Regions from separate parts of the Mus musculus genome. Here regions 2 and 3 are each linked to region 1. The links are chromatin contacts, called in public promoter capture Hi-C maps. All regions are on one chromosome and are shown on one strand. Each heading gives the region's core, a stretch centred on a gene start, on an enhancer-like site or on the middle of the called end of the contact. The rest is flanking DNA. Distances are from core to core; before and after follow the strand shown.

The links. Promoter capture Hi-C pulls out the DNA fragments that hold promoters and counts their contacts.
Region 2: a contact with region 1 is called in a promoter capture Hi-C map of liver, with 4 times the contacts expected there. The contact joins the promoter of Slc28a1 here to the promoter of Arpin in region 1. A contact is called at or near these places in 2 of 39 promoter capture datasets (liver and pre-B cells) and 1 of 115 datasets of contacts at active chromatin or transcription factors (large pre-B cells).
Region 3: a contact with region 1 is called in a promoter capture Hi-C map of liver, with 2.8 times the contacts expected there. The contact joins the promoter of Zfp592 here to the promoter of Arpin in region 1. A contact is called at or near these places in 1 of 39 promoter capture datasets (liver), 1 of 115 datasets of contacts at active chromatin or transcription factors (large pre-B cells) and 1 of 9 other capture datasets (adipose tissue).

What each region holds. Positions count from the first base shown.
Region 1 is chr7:79,933,477-79,937,458 of GRCm38.p6, reverse strand. Arpin (actin-related protein 2/3 complex inhibitor) reads left to right here and starts at 2,195. Exons shown (of 6, transcript NM_027420.4): 1 at 2,195-2,306. The coding sequence starts at 2,215. It overlaps Gm31966 (a long non-coding RNA gene), which reads right to left and starts at 2,020. Exons shown (of 3, transcript XR_391645.4): 1 at 1,279-2,020; 2 at 1-48.
Region 2 is chr7:81,112,856-81,116,837 of GRCm38.p6, reverse strand. It overlaps Slc28a1 (solute carrier family 28 (sodium-coupled nucleoside transporter), member 1), which reads right to left and starts at 2,039. Exons shown (of 18, transcript NM_001004184.3): 1 at 1,961-2,039; 2 at 1,204-1,315; 3 at 265-353. The coding sequence starts at 1,299.
Region 3 is chr7:80,991,555-80,995,536 of GRCm38.p6, reverse strand. It overlaps Zfp592 (zinc finger protein 592), which reads right to left and starts at 1,853. Exons shown (of 10, transcript NM_178707.4): 1 at 1,775-1,853.

The sequences.
Region 1 (3,982 bases), core at 946-3,445:
TCACTCTCTCATCACCTGGAAAGGTGATGGGCAGAAGAAGAATCCTGGCTGAAAAAGAAATAATGGTCTTTATTTTAAAATGTGACAAACTGCCCGGCCTGGTGGCACACACTTTTAATCCCAACACTCGAGGGGCAGAGGAAGGTGAATCTCTATGAGTTCCAGGCCAGCCTGGTCTACATAGTAAGTTCCAGGCTGGCCAAGGCTATTTAGTGAGACCTTGTCTCCAAACAAAAGACAACAACAAGAACAGCAAAACCAACCAACCAACCAATCAAAAAACAAAACAAACAAACAAACAAACAAAACCTAGAAACCACCATCAACACAAACAAATAACTCCCCCACCCCCACCCCATACATGACTAGTGGCTGAGGAAGTGAATTTTAATGTGCAAATTTACTTTTATTATTGTTTGGGAATTTTGAGGCAGACTCTCACAATGTAGCCCTGCTAGCCTGGTACCCACTATATAGTTCAAGCTTGTAAGCACTGGGATTACAGGCGTGGAGCCCTGTGACCAGCAAAGGAGAAGCCCTTTTTCTATATTATTTAGATTCTATCATCTATGGTTTAGACTGGGTATGCAGCTCCCTGGTTGAACACTTGTCTGGTGTTCACAAACACCCTGGGTTCTATTTTCGGCACTGTTAAAATACAATTTAAGTAGCTACGTATAGCGTCCACAGAGGGCATTGCACATTTAGAGCCTGTGCGAAGGGGCAGTGACCCAGGAAAGGGACAGAAGAGGAAGGAGGCAGAGGAGTCAGGTGCCTATGAGCCTAGGACTTGCCAGAGGACACAGAGGACAGTCCTCCCCAGAGGATTGTTGTCCTTCTTTCTGGGAATTACAGAGCTGCCTGACAGGTCCAACATAGGCTGGGGTTGACTAGTCACAGACATCCTGTCTAGGGTCTGTTACATTTTTAGGGATCCACAAAACTATATTTTTGGAGCTGAGGATGTGGCTTGAGAAGACTGTTTGCCTAACGTTCATAAAGTCCTGGATTGAACCCCCAGTACCAAATAATCCAGGTGCAGTGGGTGGCCCACACCTGTAATCCTGGTTCTTGGGGAAGTATTGTAAGGAGAAAGGGGTTTGAAGTTATCCTTGGCTACATAGCGAGTTCAAAGCCAGCCTGAGATACATAAAATAATGTCTTAAAAATATTTATATTTTGTTAAAAGAGGAAGGACCCTTAAAAATAAAGTGTCTGAGACCATTCTGTGGTGATACTATGTGGGAGAGAGAGCTCCTTCCAAAGCTAACAACTCACCCTGGACTCTCGGGTATCTTCATTGTGGCTGAGGCAGGGGCACACCTGGCACAACAGAATGTGGCCACCTGCGCCAGAATTTGGCACAAAGGAGCCAATAAAACAAGACGATTTCCCAATGATTTCCGGGTCGGAGGAGATTCCCGGGTGCAGGCTGAGAATAAAAGGCTTGCAGACACTCTGGAGCAAAGGGCACTGTGGGGCTAGAGAAGCGATCGATCCATCCGAATCCTTGAGAAGTGTGAGACAAAGTAATGAATGCTATGTCCACGAGACTAGGAGAGGGAGAGTTCTATCTTTACAAACCATTAGACACGTTTCTTTCTATTTTTGCTGAGCAAGAAGCGTAGGCTCATTAAAGGTTGAGGAACTTGCTGGGATTGCAGAGATTGAGGTTTCCCTTGCTGCAGATCTGACCTATCCCTACTCCGTCACACATTCTGGGAACTCCCCTAAGCCATTGCGGAACCACGGGGAGGTCCAAAAGGGCAGAGTCCATGGAGACCGCTCTGTGGTTCCTCGTTGCTGTCCCGTCTTCTCCCTTCCTGCTCCCTGAGAAAATGTCCTACCAGAACAGATCCCAAGAAAGATCTACTTTCCTAAGCTTCAAGGCCGCTTTTTTGTATATTGATGTGTTTTGAGACAGAATCTCTGTATAGTACAGATGGGGACCGAACTCTCGATCTTTCTGTCTTAGTCTATAAGGACATGAAGGACAGTGGTCATTCCAAAAGCCCCCTGTTACTGCACGAGGTCTGGCTGTCAGGAATGAGGCTCGGCCCCTTTAAGTCCCAACTGGGAACGCCTCGGACTAGCTTCCCGGATCTGTTAACCCGGGAAGCTGGTGCTGCAGCGACCTCCAAGCTCCTGTCCCCGAGGTGCCCCGCCCTACGCGCCGGTTGCTTCCTGGAGCCACAGGGCCTCGGCGTGGGGAAAATGAGCCGCATCTACCAGGATAGCGCCCTCCGCAACAAGGCCGTGCAGAGCGCGCGCCTGCCGGGAACCTGGGACCCTGCCACCCACCAAGGGTAGGATGTGCTCTGTCCATCCGGTTGCTGGCCAGAGATGGGTTGCACTTTCTTCCGCGGCTGACCAGGGGTGGGTTGTACTCTGTCCACCGGGCCAGGGACTCCGCTACTGGCCAGAGGTGGGCTGTGCTTCCCTCCCCTTCCCACATTGTTAGCCAGATGTGGACTGGGCAAGGGAACTGCCAGGATTGGCTGAGTCGGGGCCCTGGCCCCTACTATGGCCAGCCGTAGTGGCCTGGGAGCATCCCTGGGGCCTGGGCTCCCTGGAGCATCCCTGAGGCCTCTGTCGAACTCAAGATCTGAGTCCTGCTCAAAGATTGATGGGGGTTGGGGGTGTAGGGGACACTGGGGAGAGAAACTGGGGTTGCCAAAACCACCCCAGGCATCCAGCTGGCTCTTCCCAAGGTCCCTGGCCAACACACGCTGGGAAGACAGATAAACTTGAAATTCCCGCCTGCAAGAATATCCACTGGAGGGATGCCCAGACTCCCAAATGGAACTACAGAGGCGGTGCTGGGGTTCCCACTGACCTCCGTCTTTTCCCCACACCAGGGCTCTAAACTCTAGCCATCTGTCACACTGCATCACTGGTGACCAGTTTGTGGTGTGGCAGGAACAATAGAGGGAGGGTGGGAATATCCGGAGGGTAATAAGCAGGATGGACAATTTCATTTACAGTCAGAAACAACAAGAATTATTCTACATGAAAGAAGCCAGGCCCAGAAAACCAAAATATCGCGTCATCTAGGAAGTGGAATCTAAAGTCCAACTCATAAGGTCTCCAGTGGAGCAGGTTCAGTCAAAGGGGGAATAAGTTCTGAGGATATAATGTATACATAAATTTGGTGGTGTGAGTCATTATGCAATGTGTACATATCAAGTTTTCTTGATAAATGCCTTCGATATAACCTGTCTTTGTCAGTTAAATATTTTTGGAAATAATTTAAGAGTAATTAGAGGCAAGGAATCCTGACCCAGCCCTCTTCCACAGTCTGTCTTCTTAGACCCACCCTTTTCCCCAGGTTAATGGTTTCAAAGTGGAAAGTCCCCAGGTCCCCAGGTCCCAGGTTCCCCTTTTATAGAATGATAAGGAGCCAGTTCTGGTTCTGGTTCCACTCTGTGTGGGATGCCGTGATTTTGGGCTAATTCCCACATCTCAGAGTCTCTAATTTCCAGCTGTCTGGTGACAATAGCCATCTCCTTGATGACCATGTAGGTATGAATGGGAACAGGAGCATGGAGGTTCTTTAAAGTGGGCAAAGCCACGTCTCACCAGAGGACCTGGGTTCCATTCTTGGCACCCGCAGCAGGGGACTCAAAACTGCTTGTAAGTCCAGCTGTTGGGGATTTGGTTCCTTCTCTGGACTCCACAGGCACCAGTACACACCAGTATACATGCTTATACTCACACAGTCACACATACTTCCACATAAATAAAAAATAATAAAAGCACCCAGGTGTGGTGGCTCACAACCTTAATCCCAGTACTTGGAAGGCAGAGGCAGGTTGGTCTCTGAGTTCAAAGCAGTTTGGTTTACTTAGTGAGTTCCAGGACAGCTAGAGATACATAGGGAAATCTTGTCTTTAAAAAAAGGGGGAGAGGGGCGCTGGAGAGATGGCTCAGCAGTTAAGAGCACTGACTGCTCTTCTGAAGGTCCTGAGTTCAAATCCCAGCA
Region 2 (3,982 bases), core at 790-3,289, 1.2 Mb before region 1:
GGCTGGTCCCTTCACCTCTGTGTAAAGTGGGGAGTCTGGCCTGGTCCAGGAGTGCTACAAACTGAGCCCCGGAGTTCACAAAGCAGCTCAACAACTGAATGGGGTAGTAGGCAAATGAGGGAGGTTGCAGGGAGGCCTGAGAAGCCCTGTGTCTGTGTTGGGTTACATCCTGGCTGGGTACCAGCACCTGGCCTGGCTCAACCCTTGACTTCCCTTGGCCAGGCTTCCATCAGCTTTCCCCATGCCCTCACAGACATCACCTACCATCGGGAGAAGGGTTTCCACACTGCTTTGCTCCTGCTGCCTCCACCCTCTGGCAGGCTTGAGTGCCTGTGTGGGAGCTGGCCTTCCTCCTAAAGCCGACAGGGAGCAGTCAGGGTCAGCCTTCCCACCAAGGGACAACTATGGCTGAAGAGCACGGAGATAAGGAAGACCCTGGCAGCCCCATGCACACACAAGCACCTCATGAGAAGACTGAGATAGAGACTGGACTGCTGCATGGGAAATGGGGTGCCTCTTAATTAAATTCTTCAATGCATGCATTGAGCATCTACTATGTACAGACATATCCTGCCTCAGCATTTCACTCTGGCTTCCTGGAGACCCGAAGGAAACCCTTAAGGAAGATCCCAGGCAGGCCCGCCCCACTGCATGACTCCAGGGCACTTCTTACTGCACTGTCCAAGTAGGGGGCTAGGGGGCACTTGGTAAAGAAGAGGGAGCCTTGTTAGGGAAGGGAGGGAGGGCAGAAGGTATCATGTCAAGCTTTTCAGTCCTCTGCTTGGCCTTTGGGGAGCCAAGACAAGATGGCAAGTTCTTTAAATGCCAAGGACACCCCACCCCATCATCTGCTTCCCCTCTCATCTTGTAGACCAGATGTTCTTCCCTCCTGGGACCTTTGCTGACAGCACACAGTGGGTACATCACACAGTGGGTACTCAGAACATGTTTAAGGGGTGAAATAAAGGGGGTGCTTTGTGCTGGGGAGGTACTACACAAGCAGAGCTCAGAGCACAGAGTGAAACACACAGTCCCCCAGCCCATAGCTGCCAGTCAAGCTGAGGGGCCCTCCCACTATGAGCTGCTAGTCAAACTGAGCCACCCCACCTAGTGAGATGCCAATCAAGCTGAGCCCCACACCACCCCACACCCCTGTGAGATGCCAGTCAGGCTGAGGAGGTGCTATAGGGGAAGAGGACAGACCATTATTTCCAGGAACTCGGCCCCCATGTTCTCCAGGCCATGGGCCACAGGTGTGAGGGAAATGGACTCTCGTTGCCTCGGTGTGTCGTCTGCCATGTGCTAGGCTCTTCAGCTGAAAGACAAAGATGTCACAGAGGGTCCACAGCCGAAAGGAGGGCCAGGAGAGAGAAAAGGAACCAGAGAGGGAGGGCGAGGGGGAGGGGAAAGGGAGAGGGAGAGAGAAGGGGAGAGTGGGAGAGACACCCTTTCTGCCCTCTCTCCTGATCCTGGGAGATGCAAGTCCTTGTAAGCTCCAACAGTGAACTGTCCCTTAGTCACCAGTCACCAGGAAGGGAAAGAGGGGATGGCGTAGGCACTGGTGTGGGCACGGCTCAGAAAAGAGCCCTTAGTTATCTTTACTTCCTACAACCGGTGAAAATCATTGGCAGGGGAGGAAGTGCTCATTTCATCCATCTTGAAGCCAGCGCTACCCAGGACTGTTCCACTCAAAACCGAACATTCCTCATTCTCAGTGAAGCTGCTTTTAGATGTTAGCTCACCTGCAAATGAGAGCCCAAACTCCCGTTTCCCCACTGCGGTCCCTCTCTTGCCCACACCTTAGGCCTTCCCTACTCAACAGCAGCTGGCTAAGCAGATCTTCCCCAGACACAGACCCTCAGAGGGCATGTGGAGCATGCAGCCAGGGCTGGGGGATGCCTGCTACCTGGGCACTCGCATTCACTGCTGTACGGAGAGGAGAGGAGCCCACACTACTCACAGATTTGTAGTGAGAAGGCAGCGTCAGGAGGGATTGACTGTTAAGAACTGACTGACTGAAGCACAGGTTGCTGTGGGAGGGCTGGGTCCAACCTGCTTGGGCTTTGGCCTGTTCACTTCTGTGGAAATTCCTGGGCAGAGTCCAAAACTGAAGTAGGTTGGGCTTCCCCAGAGCTCAGGGCCACCGCAGGGGCGGGGACCCCAGCCTGTTTCAGAAAAAGCATGATGGGGTAGCCTGGCTCACTCAAGCCGGGTCCTCTGTGGTCCTGCCCTCTGTCTGCTGCCCTTTCCCAAACCAACCTCTTCCTGGCCTTGCTCCAGGACGCCTCCTTTGGGAAGCCACCTTGGTTACTCTCTCCCTCCTCTTTCTGTCAGCATCCTGGAAATGTGTCTTCGTGTTGTGGCTCAGCCTCCTTTTCTCACAGTATCGGCGACTCGTTTTCCAAAACTAGAAGATATTGAAAGCGCTGTCTTTATCACAAACAGGTGGTGGCTCGGGGCTAAGCATCACACAGTCGCAGAAACAAGCCAAAATCACACCATTTCCTTCTCCCCTTTCTTCCTAGAGTGACACCCGAGTTACACGTGCAAAGTTGGGGGACAACACTTTCATCTACAGTCTTCAAACTAAATTTAAACTTACCTGACAGGATTTAATAATTGATGATGCACACTCTTTAATAATTAATTATCTTTTATGATACAAAAGATGCCTCACACAGAGGCATACACTGGCTGTTTTGGAAAAATGGAAAAGAAGAGGCTGGACATAAGTGGTACCCCCTGTTCTTAGAAACTATCTGTTTCTATTGGGGTTAGGAGAATATCGTCTCATCTAACCCAGCCTGACTTTGAACCTGCTATGTAGCCGAAGTTAGCCCTAAACACCCAATCCTCTGGCCTCCACATGTCCAATACTGGGATTCCAGGTGTGCATCTCCACACCCCTGGTCATGCGGAATGAAGCATGAAGGTGTTATAGAAATATACAGAGCCTAAGAATTTTTCTTATTTCCCCTTAAGTATACACTATTTTGTTATTCATTTTCCAATAGGAAATTGTACTGTTGCAGGGTTTTCACAACTTGCTTATCTGAATATACATATACACACACATACACATGGACACATACCTATATTGTATCTGGAGATACATATACACACACATGGACACATACCTATATTGTATCTGGAGATACATATACACACACATGGATACATACGTATATTGTATCTGGAGATACATATACGCACACATGGACACATACGTATATTGTATCTCGAGATACAATACCCACTGTCAGGTCACTGGTCCCCTTGATCATAAGATAAATGTTTACCTTGAGCAAGACTGGGATGGGGCCAGAGCAGATACTGAAGGAGCCCCCCTCAGCCTCAATGAAGGGAAAGGACCTTATCCGCTTTGATGCCTCTGTTCTCAGTGGCTCCTCTTGTGCGTGCGCGCGCGCACACAAACACACACACACACACACACACACACACACACACACACACACTGCTCTTTCTTCCTCTTGGTGCCCAGAAGCCGGCAGAGGCTCACTGAGAGAGCAAGCTACTTCACAGCCTTCCTTACAGCAGCTTCAGAGGCTCTGGCCTTCTAAACAAGGATGAACCTTGAGCTGGGAGCCCAAAGATCTCGATTCACCCTGGACTCTTAAACTAACTTATTCCCTAATCTGTGGACTGCCGAGGGTGGGCTCCCTGCCAAGCTGGAAGCTGCCTTTGATGTCTTAGCACCCTGCTCCCCACTTACGGCCCAGGGTGCCCTGTGCCCTTCCCAGGCTGCTCCCCTCAGGGCTGGAGTGGCCATCAGGGATCTCACCCAGGAAGTCAAATCTCTCTGGGGCACAGGGGCTTGGGAGACTGAGAGATTGGGATGCAGACCACAGGGATGGACAGAGAGCTGGAGGTGGGGTGGGTGTCCTGCTTCTGACTCGTCCCTTACTGCCTCACTGGCCCCCTCTGCTGCTCTCTTGTTTGCTGAGGGAATGGTTCTCTGAGG
Region 3 (3,982 bases), core at 604-3,103, 1.1 Mb before region 1:
GCTGGCTCACACATAGAGCCCTTCTTAGGGCCTCTGCCATTGTAATATTAACTAAATCCTCACTGAGCCTAAGAGTGATGGTTATCCCAGCATTCAAGAGGCTGAGGCAGGAAGATCTAGATAGGCCAGTCAGGAAGACATAGTTAAACTGTATATACAAAGAATAAAACAAAAAACTGCCACCTCCCTTTGCCTCAGATTCAACTCTCTTTCTTTTCCTCTTCCCTGTTAGTATCTGGTTCTTTGTAACACACTCCGTGTTTACTAGACCCTGTCCTTACTGTCTTCCCACATGTTAGAAGGAAAGCTGTACAAGGACAGTTAGTTTTCATTGCTCGCCACATGGAAAACATGTATTTGTTGACAAATATTTTCTTATTTCTGGACTTTGTCTCTAGGTCAAGATCTCCCACACTAAAGTGGAGGTATCTTTCTGGTTGACACAGTATCTCCAAAACCTAGTTCTGTCATGGCGCATACTACAAATACTCAGAAAAAAAAATGTTTTCAGTTAGGCATGGTTGCCTGAAGTCCCAACTACGGGGGAGGTTTAAGACCGGAGCTTGGTGGCCAACCTGGTTAAAAGTGGAGATGGGGGGAGGGGTAATGAACCAAAGCCATCTTCAGTGGAGCTGTAGAAATGGTCCAAAAAAAAAAAAAAAAAAAAAAAAGCACCAGGCTCCTTTCTCTTTCCCACTGTAATGTACCTGTCAGTTTAGCAAATAGACTTCTGAAGTCCCACTCAGCACCCATCAGGCCAAGCACATTGTGTGCTCAGCCGGTGTACACCTGACACAATCACACTCTAGCTCCTACACGAGCACAGGCCACGGGCAAACCCTGGTCCAAACCCATTTTACCCACCCGAATCCCACTCTCCTAAAGCAGAAACTATCTAGGCTTGTCCTGGCTACAAAGCATGCTCCCTGGGTGGGCCTGTAGGTTGTTTCAACCCTGGACTTTTAATGTCACCTCTGGTCTGCTCGTAAAAATAGTTAAAAAAAAAAAAAAATACCTGACCACCTCCAATAATCTTAGGTTCTCAAGAGCAGGCATACCTAAGGTCATACGGACCCCTCCCCCTCACAAAAGCTGCTTCAAGGCCAGGAGGCCATCTGTCCAGCAGACGCTCTCCTGTCCTCCCCCTCCCCGGGTCACACGGAGCCTTTCCCCACTAGCCCCTCGGTTGGCAGGAAGAGACCCCGCAGAGAAATCAGTTCAAGCCTGATCAACAGGCCTGGTCACCCCCCCCTAAGCACCCCAACTCTGGAGGAGGAAGACTTGTCTGCCCCGGGAGAAGGAACCCCCGGGGTCAGAACTTGGGCGAGGCTGAGGGGGAGACTGAGGGGCGCCGAGGAGGGCCGATGTTCTAAGTGTCTGCCCAGTGACGGCGCCAGGTCCTCGCGCGGCGGGGACCGTGGAGCTGACAGGGCGTCCCAGCCTGGTGAAGTGCACCGTTATCCCTGCCTGGGCCGGGGGCTCGGCGGGCGGCCGCCTGTCGCGCGCGGGACGACAGCGGAGTGCCCGGGCCGCCCCGATCGGCGGGCGGCGGCGGCGGAAGGGGTCCGGGCCGGGGGCGGGGTAGGGTGGTGGCCAGGGCCCGCCTGGCGGCGATCGGGGGAAGTGGCTGCCGCCTGGGGCGGCGGGCAGGGTCCACCAGGCTGCAGGGCCGGGCCGCGGCGCGGGCAGAGCCCGCTCCTCTCAGACTCCCCTGCCCGAGCTGGAGCGGCCCGGATGGTGGCCTCGCCCCGTCCAGGCGGCGGGGGGCGCTTACCTGGCGGCGGCGGCGGCGGCGGCAGCGACAGGCCCCGGGCTCGGCCGCGCGCGTCCCCAGCGCCGGCTGCGGGAGCCACAACATGGCGACGGCGGTGGCGGGCGGGGCTGCGGCTCCGGGGGCGGAGCGGGGGCGGGAGCCGGGCTGGCGGCGGGACCTGGCTGAGGCCGCGGGTGGGAAGGGCGGGCGGAAGGCGACTCGGGCCTGGGCACCGGCCAGGGCGGTGCGGCTATAGAGCTGCCCCGGCCCGGCCCGGCCCGGCCTGGCCTGGCCCGGCCCCGCGCCTTCCGCCTCCCTCCCGCCTCAGGCTGGTGCGACCCTGGCTACGCTGACTCCGGGGAGGGGCGGGGCGAGGACGGCGCAGGCAGGACCGGGACTCCGACCTGGGCTGGCTCCCGCCGCCCTTGGCGCGGCCTCTCCCGGCCACCTGGGCCCGGGAAGCTCGGACGCGCCTCTGAGGCCTCGGTGCGGCCCAGGCCGCCTGCCGGAGGGACGCGTTGTACCTTCGCGGCTATGGGCCGACCGGACGCCGAGCGCCTCAAGAGCTCGGAAGAAGTCGTCTTCGCGGAGAGCTGGGCGAGTCGGGCCTAGGCAGCACTGCTAAGTGAAAGGAAGCAGGAGGGCAGTGGGCCTGGGCACTCAGGTGCGCCTTAAATGGCTACTCGTCGCAGGATGGAAGGACATGCTTGCGGGCGCGGGGCGCTCAGACGTGTTACCTCTGGGGGAGCCAAGGGACGCTCGGAGAGTGGAATGGAGGTGGAGGGGTTGGGGTGGAGGGAGCTGATAACCTCTCAGGGTGGACTGGCAATTCGCAGGCTCACCAGGGAGGCTGTGACTCCAGGGCAAGAACTCGGAGAGGCGGCCGACAAAAAAATTACCAAGTTGACCCGCAGGACTTTCCAAGAACCTGGAGTCCCTTGGGGACGCGATAGTAAGGCAGCAGGGTCGGACGGTGGGAACTGGCAGGCCAGTTCTGGTGCCAGGCAGGATTGCTAAGCATGAGCAAATTCCTCCCGAAGAAACCAGGAAAAAGCCCACACTTGGCAAAAGGGCCAGAGCTGACATTCAGCTGAGTCTGCTGTGTGCCAGGACCCGACAGAACCCAACACCTGCATGAGGAGTGCGGTAGTGATGAAGGAGTGAAGGCAGTTACGAGAAATTATTCTTTCCAGAAGTTTGGCAGGGAGAGGAAGGGAAAACTAGCCTCCATCTTAAGAAGGAGTAAAAAGAAAGGTTTGTTTCATTTGTTCCAGTTTGAGAGAGAGCGAGAGCTCAAGGAGCCAAAGACAGAGTCATTTATAGTTTATATCCCAGAAAGATGGGAAATGGGGAAGAGGAAGTCCAAGGAAAAGGCGTGTTGTCCAACAAGATTCGAAAGATGAATAAAGATAGAAATATTTGTCCCGTGCGGTAGTGCATGTGTGTAATCCCAGCTCTTGGGAGAATGAGGCAAGATGATTTTGAGTTCAAGAGCAGCTGGGGTTACACATTGAAAGACCGCCTTAAAAGCCAAGAAAGAAAGGATCTTGTTTATTTGAGGCAGGTTTTCTCTATGTGTAGCTCTGGCTGTCCTAGGACTTGCTCTGTAGACCAAATTACCTTCCAACTCCAGAGACCCACTACCTCTGCTTTGTGGCGCTGGGATAGAAGGTATGCACCACTATGCCTGGCAGGACTTTTTATTTATTGTAAGTTAGGGAGGCATGCAATTTTCCACAGATGAGCTACCAGGATAATCCTAGATGGTATCCATAAACAGCTAAATTCTCTGTCTTTAATCTCTGGCTACAGTTGGTTCAAAACCCCATACTATGGTGGCATGAATCCCTGTAATCTCGGCATTCTACTCCTGAAGGTGGGATAATCAGGATTTTAACGCTCATCTTGGTTTTATGTATATATCCACCTTGAGACCAGCTTGAGCTACAGGAGACCTTGTCCCACCGCCGCCTCCCCAAAACACAAGAACAAAACCTGTACCACTTAATAGAGAAAATGGCATACTCAGCAAATCTGATATCTGTAGAAGTTTCTGAGGTACTTTCCCCCCCTAAATGTCTGTAGTCCCAACTTGTTTGTTTTGTGTGCATTCCTGTGTGTGAGTGGCGGTCAGACTCAGGAGTCAGTGTTCTGCTTCTGCCATGTGAGTCCCAGAGATTGAACTTGGGTCATAAGGCTTGGCAGCAAGAGTCCTTGTGCACTAAGCCA